Linked DNA regions of Gossypium raimondii: region 2 is linked to region 1. Evidence: chromatin contacts called from public Hi-C data. All regions are on one chromosome and are shown on one strand. Each heading gives the region's core, a stretch centred on a gene start, on an enhancer-like site or on the middle of the called end of the contact. The rest is flanking DNA. Distances are from core to core; before and after follow the strand shown. Region 1 has its middle 18 kb from the start of LOC105767790. Region 2 holds the start of LOC105767719.

What was found. A called contact is a pair of places that touch in the nucleus more often than the background predicts.
Region 2: a Hi-C map of leaf shows a contact between it and region 1, with 2.5 times the contacts expected there. The contact joins the promoter of LOC105767719 here to the enhancer-like site in region 1. A contact is called at or near these places in 2 of 2 Hi-C or Micro-C datasets (both in leaf).

The regions. Positions count from the first base shown.
Region 1 is chr4:17,402,266-17,407,718 of ASM2569854v1, reverse strand. No RefSeq gene overlaps it. Among protein-coding and RNA genes, the nearest start is that of LOC105767790, 18 kb to the left of the region's middle. Within about 2 kb of position 2,683, the one cell type or tissue checked has open chromatin away from gene starts, as enhancers often do. A contact at or near this core is called in leaf, where this site is marked.
Region 2 is chr4:17,641,801-17,647,253 of ASM2569854v1, reverse strand. It overlaps LOC105767719, which reads left to right and starts at 3,388. Exons shown (of 3, transcript XM_012587289.2): 1 at 3,388-3,750; 2 at 4,375-4,708; 3 at 4,797-5,105. The coding sequence starts at 3,461. The coding sequence ends at 4,883.

The DNA.
Region 1 (5,453 bases), core at 1,434-3,933:
GAATGCCACATAGTAGTCTTCATATTTTCATAAAAAATATTACTTCAATTATTTTTACTTAAATATATATTTATTAAAATTAAATTTAATAATAATAAATTATTTTTCAATTCATTTGTTTCACATTTTCTTTTCCTTTCTTTCTCTCCCATTCATCTTCTTCCCCATTTCATATTCTTATTTACTCCATCTTTCTGATACGAGCTTAGAATTTCCAAAAATAAGTATAGAAAAGGAAGAAGAAAACCAGAGAGAAAAGAGAGAATTCAGGAGGATGAGAATACTATTTTCATTCATAACTTCCAACCCTTTCCTCAACAGCTTAAAAGGGTAGAATAATGGCTTCCAATTAGTTTGACAGCTTGTAGTGACAACTGTGTACATAATACGCTCCATTTTAATTAAGAAACATAGATGAAAAACACACCATTTTAACTCACTAAAACAACACAGTTCCACTAAACTAAACCTATAAAAAGCGCACCATTTGACGAAACAATAATAAAAGTAAAAAACATAACATAATTTCAATTTCATGACCATTGAAGCTTTCCTATCGTATCAATTTCTCCCATACGTAAGGGATCTTTGTCCTCAAGGATCAAACTAGGGATAGAGCTACTGGAATTTGTAAAAGTGTTCCCAAGTAGCATCCTAGGGAAACGTGTTTTCCCATTCAACCAGTATTTCCGTAACAACATTACTTCCTCGCTTCACCATTCTTCAATTTAATATTTGGACTGGTATCTTCTGAAGAGTGCGATCTGACCCAACTAAAGGCAAATATTGCTGTGTGAGGACAAGAACAACATGTTCCTTGAGTTGAGAAACATGAAATGTATGATGAATCCGAGAGCCTTCAGGTAGTGCCAATTTGTAAGCAACTTGCCCCACTTGTGTTGCTACTGGAAAGGGTCCAAAATATTAAGGGAAAAGCTTCTAGTTATAGTGCTTCCTCAATGAGTGCTGATGATAGAGTTGTAATTTTAAGTAATCATAATCCCCAATTTGAAACACCCTTTCACTCCTCCTGCGGTCTGCTAATTGTTTCATATGGTCTTGTGCCCTTCTGAGGTGAAAATTTAAAAGTTTCCTAGCTATTTCCCTTTGTTGAAGGCTATGGCTTACTGCTGCTACTAAAAAATTTCCAACTAAGTACAGTAGATGGTGATGGGGTTCCTGCCCGTACAAGGCCTCGTAGGGAGTTTTTTGAATGGCTGAATGGTAGGTGGTGCTGTACCACCATTCAATAAGAGGTAACCAAAAGGACCACTATTTAGGCCTTTCTCCAGCCATACAATGCAAATAAGCCTCTAAGAAATGGTTAAGCACTTCAGTTTGGTCATCCATTTAAGGATGGTAGGCTCTGGACATGTGGATATCAGTGCCAAGGCGTTTGAAAAGTTCTTTCAAAAACTTGCTAAGAAAGACCGAGTCCCTATTTGATACAATGGTGCAGGGAGGACCATGCAGTTTATAAGTATGATCTAAATAAGCTTAGGCCACTATAAGTGCTGAAAATGGGTGAGTAAGAGCCACAAAATGGCCATACTTGGTCAATCAGTTGACCCCAACTAGAACATTGTCTTTCCTTTTCTAGCTTGGGAGGCCCTCGATAAAATTTAAATTTACTGCAGACCATACTTGATCAAGTATAGGTAAGGGTTCAAGTAGGCTAGTAGAAGCAGCCTGGTCAGATTTGCAAGCTTAGGAAATGGGGCACTTCTTCACCCATTCCTTGATGTCATTGGAAAGGCCTTTCAAATAGGGTAAACTGGCCATTCGATATTTGGTAGCATGGACTCCAAAATGCCCTCCAGCTACCCCCTATGGAAATGGTTGAAGAGGTAATTCCTAAGAGTGTCATAATTGCCCGTTTCAACTTTTCCTTTCCTCCTCAAAACCTGTCCATTCCACAAGTACTTAGGGTAAAGGTGTGATTGTTGTTGAACCTCTAAGCAAAGTTGATGTAGTTTAGGATCTGCTAGTGAGGAAGCTAAAATCCTAAACCATATTTTAGACCAAATGATACTACTAGTGCATTGCAGGAGTTGTCCCTCTTCTATTTGTGGTCTTCGAGATAAAGCATCTGCTACTACGCTTTGAGTTCCCCTCCTGTATGTCACCAAGTAATCACGGCCAAGCATTTTAGCAACCCATTATTTTTGGTAAGGAGTAATGGTATGTCCATTAGTTAGAAATTTCAAACTTTGATGATTTTCCCGTATGTGAAACCTTTTTCCCACAAGATAGGGGAGCCACCTTTTTACTGGTAGCAGAACAACCAACATCTCTTTGTTATATATGGACAAGGTTTGATGCTTGATCTCTAAGGCTTTGTTGAAATAAGCTAGAGATCGTCCCTTCTATTGCAAGGCTTCCTTAATACCTTGACTATTGGCATCCGTGTGAATGCAGAGTTTGGTGTTGAGATTGGGTAGGGCTAGAATTGGTGTCAGACACATTGCTGACTTGAGCTGTCGGAAGGCTGCCTAAACTTCAGAAGACCAATGCCGCTTGACATATTTTTTTTAACAAATTGGTTAAGGGATGAGCTAAGGTGCCATAATCTTTTATAAATTGTCTATAATATCCAAGAAGTCAAAGAAACCATTGAAGCTCCGTAAGGCAAGTAGGGGTAGGCCAAGTAAGTACCGCTTCCACCTTAGTGGCATCTATGCCCATTGATCTTTGGAAATGATGTAGCCCATATATTCAATTTCAGTTGGGCCAAAAGTGCATTTGGACCATTTAGCATATAATTTATGTTGTTATATGATTTGTGGGGCTGTTCAAAGATGCTCCAAATGTGATGGCCAATTGTCCAAGTACACAAGGATGTCATAAAAAACTACTAAGACAAACTTCCTCAAGAAGGGCTTGAAAATAGAATTCATCAACGATTGAAAGTTGGAAGGGGCATTGGTTTGTCTTAGTAGGTTTATGAATGTATTTATCCCACGAGCAAATATGGTAGTACCCGGATCGTAAATCAAGCTTGGAAAAATAGGAAGCAGTCCCTAGTTCATTAAGTAGTTCTTTTATAACCGGAATAAGGAAGGTATCCTTGATGGTATATTGATTTAGCTGCCTATATTTCACACAAAGGCGTCAACTACCATCCTTCTTTTTCATCATAATAATGGATGATGAATAAGGGCTACAATTGTCTCGAACGACCCCAGCTTCAAGCATTTCCTTTATGAGCCTCTCCATTTCACACTTTTGCACAGTAGGATACCTATATGGCCTAACCTTCACTACCACATTTTTATCCTTGATGGGAATACAATGTTCTTGCAATCGGTGAGGTGGATATTCCTTTAGAGAATGGAGAACATCTTTAAATTCACCCAATACCAATTGCAGATCCTCACTGTCAACCAAGCCTGACATGTGTAAAAGGGTGCACATACTCGATGTGATGAGAAATGGATAAGGACTCTTGACTATTCAGATGCACCAACTTAGTGCTTTAAGTAGCTGTTATAATATGAATGGCTCCTAGAAGTATTCCTTTCAGAGTACATCATTAATCATTGTATTCAAACTGTATAGTAAGAGAACTGAAATTGCAGATGATGGACCCCAAAGTGGTTAACCATTCAATACCAAGAACCAAGTCGCATCCCTTGAAAGCTAAGACTAGGAAATTTGTTACAAACTACTGAACTTGTGCCTACCACTATACAAACCTACACACACCCTAAGTAGACATGATTCCCCCATCAACAATAGTGACTTGCAGCCTAGTAGAGAGTTCCACAAGGAGGTTCATTTGTTGAGCTAACTTGGCATCAACAAAATTGTGGGTGCTTCCAGAGTCCACTAGTATTATGACATTGGAATTCCCTATTTGTACTGCCATCCTCACGATTTTTGACCCTTGAGACCCCTGTAGGGCATGGAAAGACATAGTCAATGGTGTACAAGTCTCCTCCTTTTGGCCATTAGGTTCAAGTTGATCCAGATAGTCTTGATACTCACCAGATTAGGGATTCTTAGCTTTACTTTCTACATCAGACTGAGGCTCTACAATCAATTGATACAATTGGGGCTTAGTACACTTATGGCCAGGAGTGTACTTAGCTACAAACCAAAAGCACAACCTATTCTTTCTCCTATCTTCCATCTCACATTGAGAAAGAAACTTAACAAGTCCCTTGTGACCACCATTTGTAGATGTAGGTCCACTCTGTCCTACAGTAGATCCAATCGATGGCAACATTCTAGGTGTTGAAAACAATGTTAGAGTCTTGCTAGTACCTGATTGAGGATACTCCTTTGATTGATGGTTATGTACATAATATTCTCCACATGTTGAGCAACAAGAAAGCCTTCTACTAATGACTTGGGCTTGAAGAGTTGCAAATATTAGCCTACTTCTCACTACAGGTTACTGACAAATATGCTAAGAGCATAACTTTCAAGCAAATGTAATTGGTTCAACAAGCTTACAAAGGCATCATGGTACTGATCAACACTACCTTGTTGTTTAAGTGAAACCAACTCAGCCATGGGGTCCAAAACAAATTGGACCCGAATCTCTCCTTCAGGCTTCATGCGTATACATCCCAGATAAGTATATGAAGGCCACCTTACCTTTAAGCAAAAAATTTGTGCCAATCTAGAGCGTTACCTTCTGAGTGAAGCATGACAATTCTTATTTTGACATGATCCAAGACTCCTTTAGCCTCTAAAAATTGCTCCAACTTCGACCACTAGCTCCTGAAGTTGGTCCTATCAAATTGTAGCATAATATTCTCTACTTGTTGAGAAACGAGAAAGCCCTCTACTAATGACTTGGGCTTGAAGAGTTGCAAATATTGGCATACTTTTCACTATAGGTTACTGACAAATATGCTAAGAGCATAACTTTCAGGCAAATGTAATTGGTTCAACAAGCTTACAAAGGCATCATGGTACTAATCAACAATACCCTGTTGCTTAAGTGAAACCAACTCGGCCATGGGGTCCAAAACGAACTGGACCCGAATCTCTCCTTCAGGCCTCATGCATATAAATCTCAAGTAAGGACATGATGGCCACCTTACCTTTGAGTAAAAAAAATTGTGCCAATCTTTTGCAGCTGAAAGATCTCTTTCTATAAGTGACCTATTTCCTTCTGCAATTGAGTGGTGACACCCTTGTTGGCCATGGAGAATCGATGGCTTTGATACCCTTGATACGAGCTTAAAATTTCTAAAAATAAGTACAAAAAAGGAAGAAGAAAACCAAAGAAAAAAGACATAATTCAAGAGGATAAGAATACTGTTTTCATTCATAACTTCCAACTCTTTTCTCAATAGTTTAAAAGGTCAGAATAACAACTTCTAATTAGCTTGGCAGCTGGTAGTGACAACTGTGTACATAATACACTCCATTTTAATTAGGAAACATGAAAGAAAAAGCACTGTTTCACCTCACTAAAACAACATCGTTTCACTAAATTA
Region 2 (5,453 bases), core at 2,139-4,638, 240 kb before region 1:
TCATAATATCATAAGTTATATAAACATATAAATATATTTATCTATACTATGAACTTACCTACAATCTACTTCCGGTTAAAACGCAGTGACTACTCTGTAATTTTCCCCTTTCCTCGGTTATTGTTCTCATTTCTTGATCTATATGGTAATTAAATTCACATACATTTCAAACTCAATTCAATGCATGAGACCCTTAAGTTTTCATTACTTACTCTTTTTCCTTAAACTTTTACATCTCTCACAAATTAGTCCCTAAACCCGAAATTTCAAATTTAACAAAATTCTACCATTTTTCATGCCAACTGAACTTCTTGTTATACTAGAACAACCCACAACTATCCATAATTCACAAAAATTCCATGAAATTTTTAAATATATTATCAATTAAATCCTTTGACCAAAATTATCAAAAATCACCTAATAAACTAATTCAAACCAACAACTAACACTACAATTTTATCATTTAACATCAAGAATAACAAAGATTCATCAATCGTACAATTCGAAATCCTAACAGTTTCAAAAACGAAGGTACGGGTTAGTTGAAACTAGTTGCAACGATCTCAAAAACATAAAAATTACAAGAAACGGGTTGGAAAATCACTTACATGCAAACAATGAATAATGGCCAATCTTAAAGCTTGATAAAAATGGTGTTCTTTCTTCAATTTCGGTTGTCAAGCCTTGTGGAAGATAATGATGTTATTTATTTTAGTTTTAATTTATTACTTTACAATTTTACCCTTTTAAATTACTATGCATTTTAACAATTCTACATCCAAAACCATCTTTTTAATTTTACTATGGTCTAATTACCACATAAGTCCTCCCTTATTTAAATAATTTAACCACTTAATCATTACCAATCAATTATGACTATATTTTAAGACTTTCACAAATTAGTCCTTTTCTTAAATTAACTAAATAAACAATAAAATCAGTTGACCAAATCTTAATACGAAAATCACATAATCCTAAAAATAATAAATACTTATAAATTACGGACTCCTTAGCCGAAATTGTGGTCCTGAAACTACTATTTCTGACACCATTGAAATTTTGTTGTGACTCATTCTCTAAACTATATAAGAATGGAAAAATTTAGTGTTTCGATCCCCAAATTGCAATCAATCACATCTAGCTTTCTGCTTCCATAATAGTTCTTCATGATAAAGAACACATTCCAATTCCTCTTGTAATTGAGTTTCTAGAAGACTTAAGTGCACAAAATCAGTTCTTTTAAGAGCCTTTTGGACTTTAGACAATGTCTGCATCAACTTTCTCTTGTGGGTCCCAATAAAGCCATACAAAGAAAGATTCCAATTTTTAATATTATCAGTAAGATAGTTTAGGGATTCAACCATATTATCTTTGAAAGCCCATTTCTCATTGACAAAATCTGAGAATTTGGGATGTTCAACCCATCCAGCAAGGAATCTGAAAGGACGCCCTTTAGGTAGATTAACCTCCAACTCAAGAGCAAGAAGTAAATTTTTATTGTCCGACTTGATCCTTAAGAGGTGAGTGATAGAGCAATATGGAAATGTTCTCATCCAAGCATCATTACCAATTGCCCTATCAAGTCTTTCACAAAGCCCTCCCTAGCGACAAGTGAAAGGATGTCCCTTGAAACCCAAATCCTACAAAAAAAAAAAAGATTTCTCAATAAAATTGTCAAAAAGAGAACAATCTTTCCCAATTATACACCCTCCTTTCTTATTACAAGAAGAAAGAAGAACATTAAAGTCATCAATAACCATCCATGGGGTATTGTCGATCGAAATAACGAAAGGAAGACATTCCCAAAGCTTTCTCCTCTTCTACTTATCGGGGCTACCATAGACAAAAGCAATATGAATAGACAAAAAATAATTAGACCTAATAACATAGATACAAATAAATTGAGGATTATTGCAAATAATCTCAACCGAAATATGATTCTTTCAACCCACCCAAATACCTCTAGAAAAACCAATAACCTCAATCTTGTGAGAAAACTTAAAACCCAAGTTAGCAATAATCTTATCAGCTTTAAAACCACTTACCCTTGTTTCCAGAAAACTAACAATATCAGGTTTGTACTCTCTATTATATTCACGAAAGATACGGGGAAATTTTGGATTCGCGCATCCCTAACAATTCCAAGAGAAAACTGTTAAATTCAGAGAAAACTGTTAAACCCTAGTATTCTTTAGGGTATGTTGTTGCCCATTGGTATTCCACACGTAGTGGAGTATTATTTTTTTCATTAAAATATTATTATTTAATTACCCATTGTTCAAATAAAATTTTCATGTCATTTTCTTATAAATAGAAACTATAAGATGACCTAATTGCACAATTAAGTTGAGTGTTGTTATTTTATTAGAAAATAATGACAATCTATTTACAAGAATAAATTATATATTTTAAAAATTTCAAGTTTTTGATTCTCATAGAGAGAATTAACTTTCTCACTAGAACTTAATAAAATTTTTATTTTACTGATGATTCATTTTGTTTGAGTCCATACTCAAACCAATTCAGTGATCGAGGATGACCAAAAATTTGTTTAATAAAAAGTTGAGAAACGACTTAAATTACTCCACATAAACCACAAATAATAATTCGGGATAGAGATTATTACTATAAATACTATAAAACTCGATTTTGTTTGCTAAATATCTTGTTAAACGATTTAGGACCTATTTAGTAGTGCTTAAAAAAAATACTTTTAGTTCCAAAAGCACTTTTGGAAGAAAAACTATGCTAAACAAATGCTTTTGGCTGAAATTTTTGGCTTTTCAGCTAAAAGTTTTAGCTTTTACTCTGCCAAAAGCACTTTTGATGCTTAATTACTTTTTCACCCCTCCAATAACATAGTACTTTCCTTTTTTTTCTCGGTGCTTAATTACAAATATGTTAAAATCATTAATTAAAAATAAAAAAATATTTTTTAAAATACTAATTACAAATATTTAATGATTATATTTAAATATTTAAAATATATTTTATATATTCTAATTAAATTTGATAAATAATTAATATTTATTACTTAAAATATTTAAAATTTATATTTCATATATTAAAATATTAACAAATTATAATAATTTTTTATATTCTTACTAAATTATAATAATATTAACTAATTTAAATATTATTTAAATATATATTTATTATTTAATAATAACATGTTTGAAATAGATATTTTATTTTCCAAAAACATTTTTTCACAACTTTTTTTTAAAAACACTTTTTAAAAATATTCCCAAAATAGTTTTTAAACCGCCTCACAGAAATCAAAGTAATTTTATATTTTGGGAAATTTCGGTAGACGGAGAAACCACGTATTCGCTGAACATTAGTGGCAGTATATTAAGAAACCACGTGGCATATTTGAAAAGTCCCCAAACATGTCCCAATAATTAGGGAGTAAATTGCTAGAACTCTCCCCATCTGACCATCTGCGTTTCAATCATCCATGGCCACCAGGCTAGCGAGAAAGCTGCCATCATCGTTCTCTGCGTTTTCCTCGTCTCCGATTACCAAATTGACGTGGGGCATCTCACCTCCGTCGATGAGCCATGGCGGACCCGGACTCAGGTGTGCCTCCTCTTCCTCTTCCTCTTCCTCATCAACAACAACGACTGGATCAAATTCTTCATCTTCTAAGCGTGAGAAGAAGATAACAGACCGTCTATCAGCTGCCATAGACGCCGTCAACGACCGTAAACTCCCTCCCGAGCTCCGTGGCCAACGCAACAAAGTTAGGTATGTATGTATGTATGTATGTATGTATGTATGCGTCTATTTAGTAGATTTTTTTTTTCTAACAATATGAATTTAAAACTCAATTTTCAACTAAAAAAATTGTGAATTTCTCAAAATTCTAATTAAATACCGTCAAGTTTTCATATTTACCCTCGATTATTTTGAAATCTTCATGATTCTTTCATACTAAATGATAAAAGCGAAATTGAAAGAACTCTTTTTGGGATCAAGGGAAAGTATGAAATTTTGCAGTTTGGAGGTATGCTTTGGATTTGTTACAATTTGTTTTCTCCTTTTTCAATTCTTTGAAAGTTATTTTTTTATTGGTCACTAATTCATATTACCTGGCAAGGGGCTATGCAATTAAGCTTTGAAGGTTATCTTCCCTTTAGAAATGGAGTTGTGTGTGCTAGTCGTTACCTAACTTTAGCTTCATTAGTTGAGTGGTGTTGGCTTCCTATGTTTGAGACCTTAAAAACTGTTGAATTTGGTGTATGATATGCTTTTGAAGAGATGACGTTCTTGGTTCAATTATTCGAATTCAGTGTTAAAATCATAATAGTTTCAAAGGTTTTTTGGGTTCTTCAATGAGATGAAGTTGTGTCATGTAATGATTTCAAACAGATCGGAAACCGACATCATCAACGTAGTTGAGCAAAGAATATGGCATTCAATGGAAGAGGGTCAGTTCGAGAATTTAGCAGGGAAAGGCAAACCTCTTAACCTTAACACAACTCCTCATGCAGATCCAGCTGAAGACACCCTTTATAGGATACTCTCGAAGAACGGATGTGCTCCCGAGTGGGTAGAACTTAACAAAGAGATCAGGAACAAAGTATCCGAATGGCGAGTCGCTTTGAAGAAAGCATGGACAAGCAAATGCAATGGAAATGATGAAGAAAAATGGATTGAGCGTTGTGAATCGTTGAAGAAGCAATTACGTGACATTAACGATAAGGTAAAACGCAATTGTATTCTTTCCTATGTTTAGATTTAGCTATGTGTCTCACGAATCGAGCATATCCAAATGGTGTTTGGAGTTGCAGGTTTTCCGGTATAATTTGATCGTTCCGTTCGGCCGCCAAATGTTCGGATTGAAATGGGAAAAGGAAGTGGCCCGCCTTGAAGAATAACTAGTATGTTTTCTTCTTCAAGTTTTTGTTGATGTAGGCATTTTTAAATGTTGGTCGGTTTTTGAGGATCCCAAAATCTCAATTAATTACCGGATTGAATAAATTATGACTTGACATAAGTCGAGTTCAATGACCCATTTGAAATGAGTAGATGACATGGGAGTTGGGGTTTCACCGTCCGCTAGATGTATTTTTTATTAGAATATTATTCTTTTTATTTAACTAAGACCTTTTTTAAATATAATTTAGGTCAAACATAAATCCCATCAAGCGTGGATATTTTGTTAAAATTTATTAAACTTTTTAAAGTAAAATTTTAACTTCAAGAGATTTCTTTGTTTCTAGTTCATACAGTTATTGATTGTAAAAACAAAATAACTAAATAAAAACAAAACAAAACCCAAAATCAAATAACTAAATCCCAATATACCAAATTACAAAAAACCCTAGAGGCCCAAATGGCCCAAAACCTAACTCTTCAGCAAAAACTCTAGCCCTTGTTGTGTCGCACCTAGCCTTTGCCACTCTGACAGCCACTTGCCTCTGCCAACTGCTTTGCCGTCGCTGTTC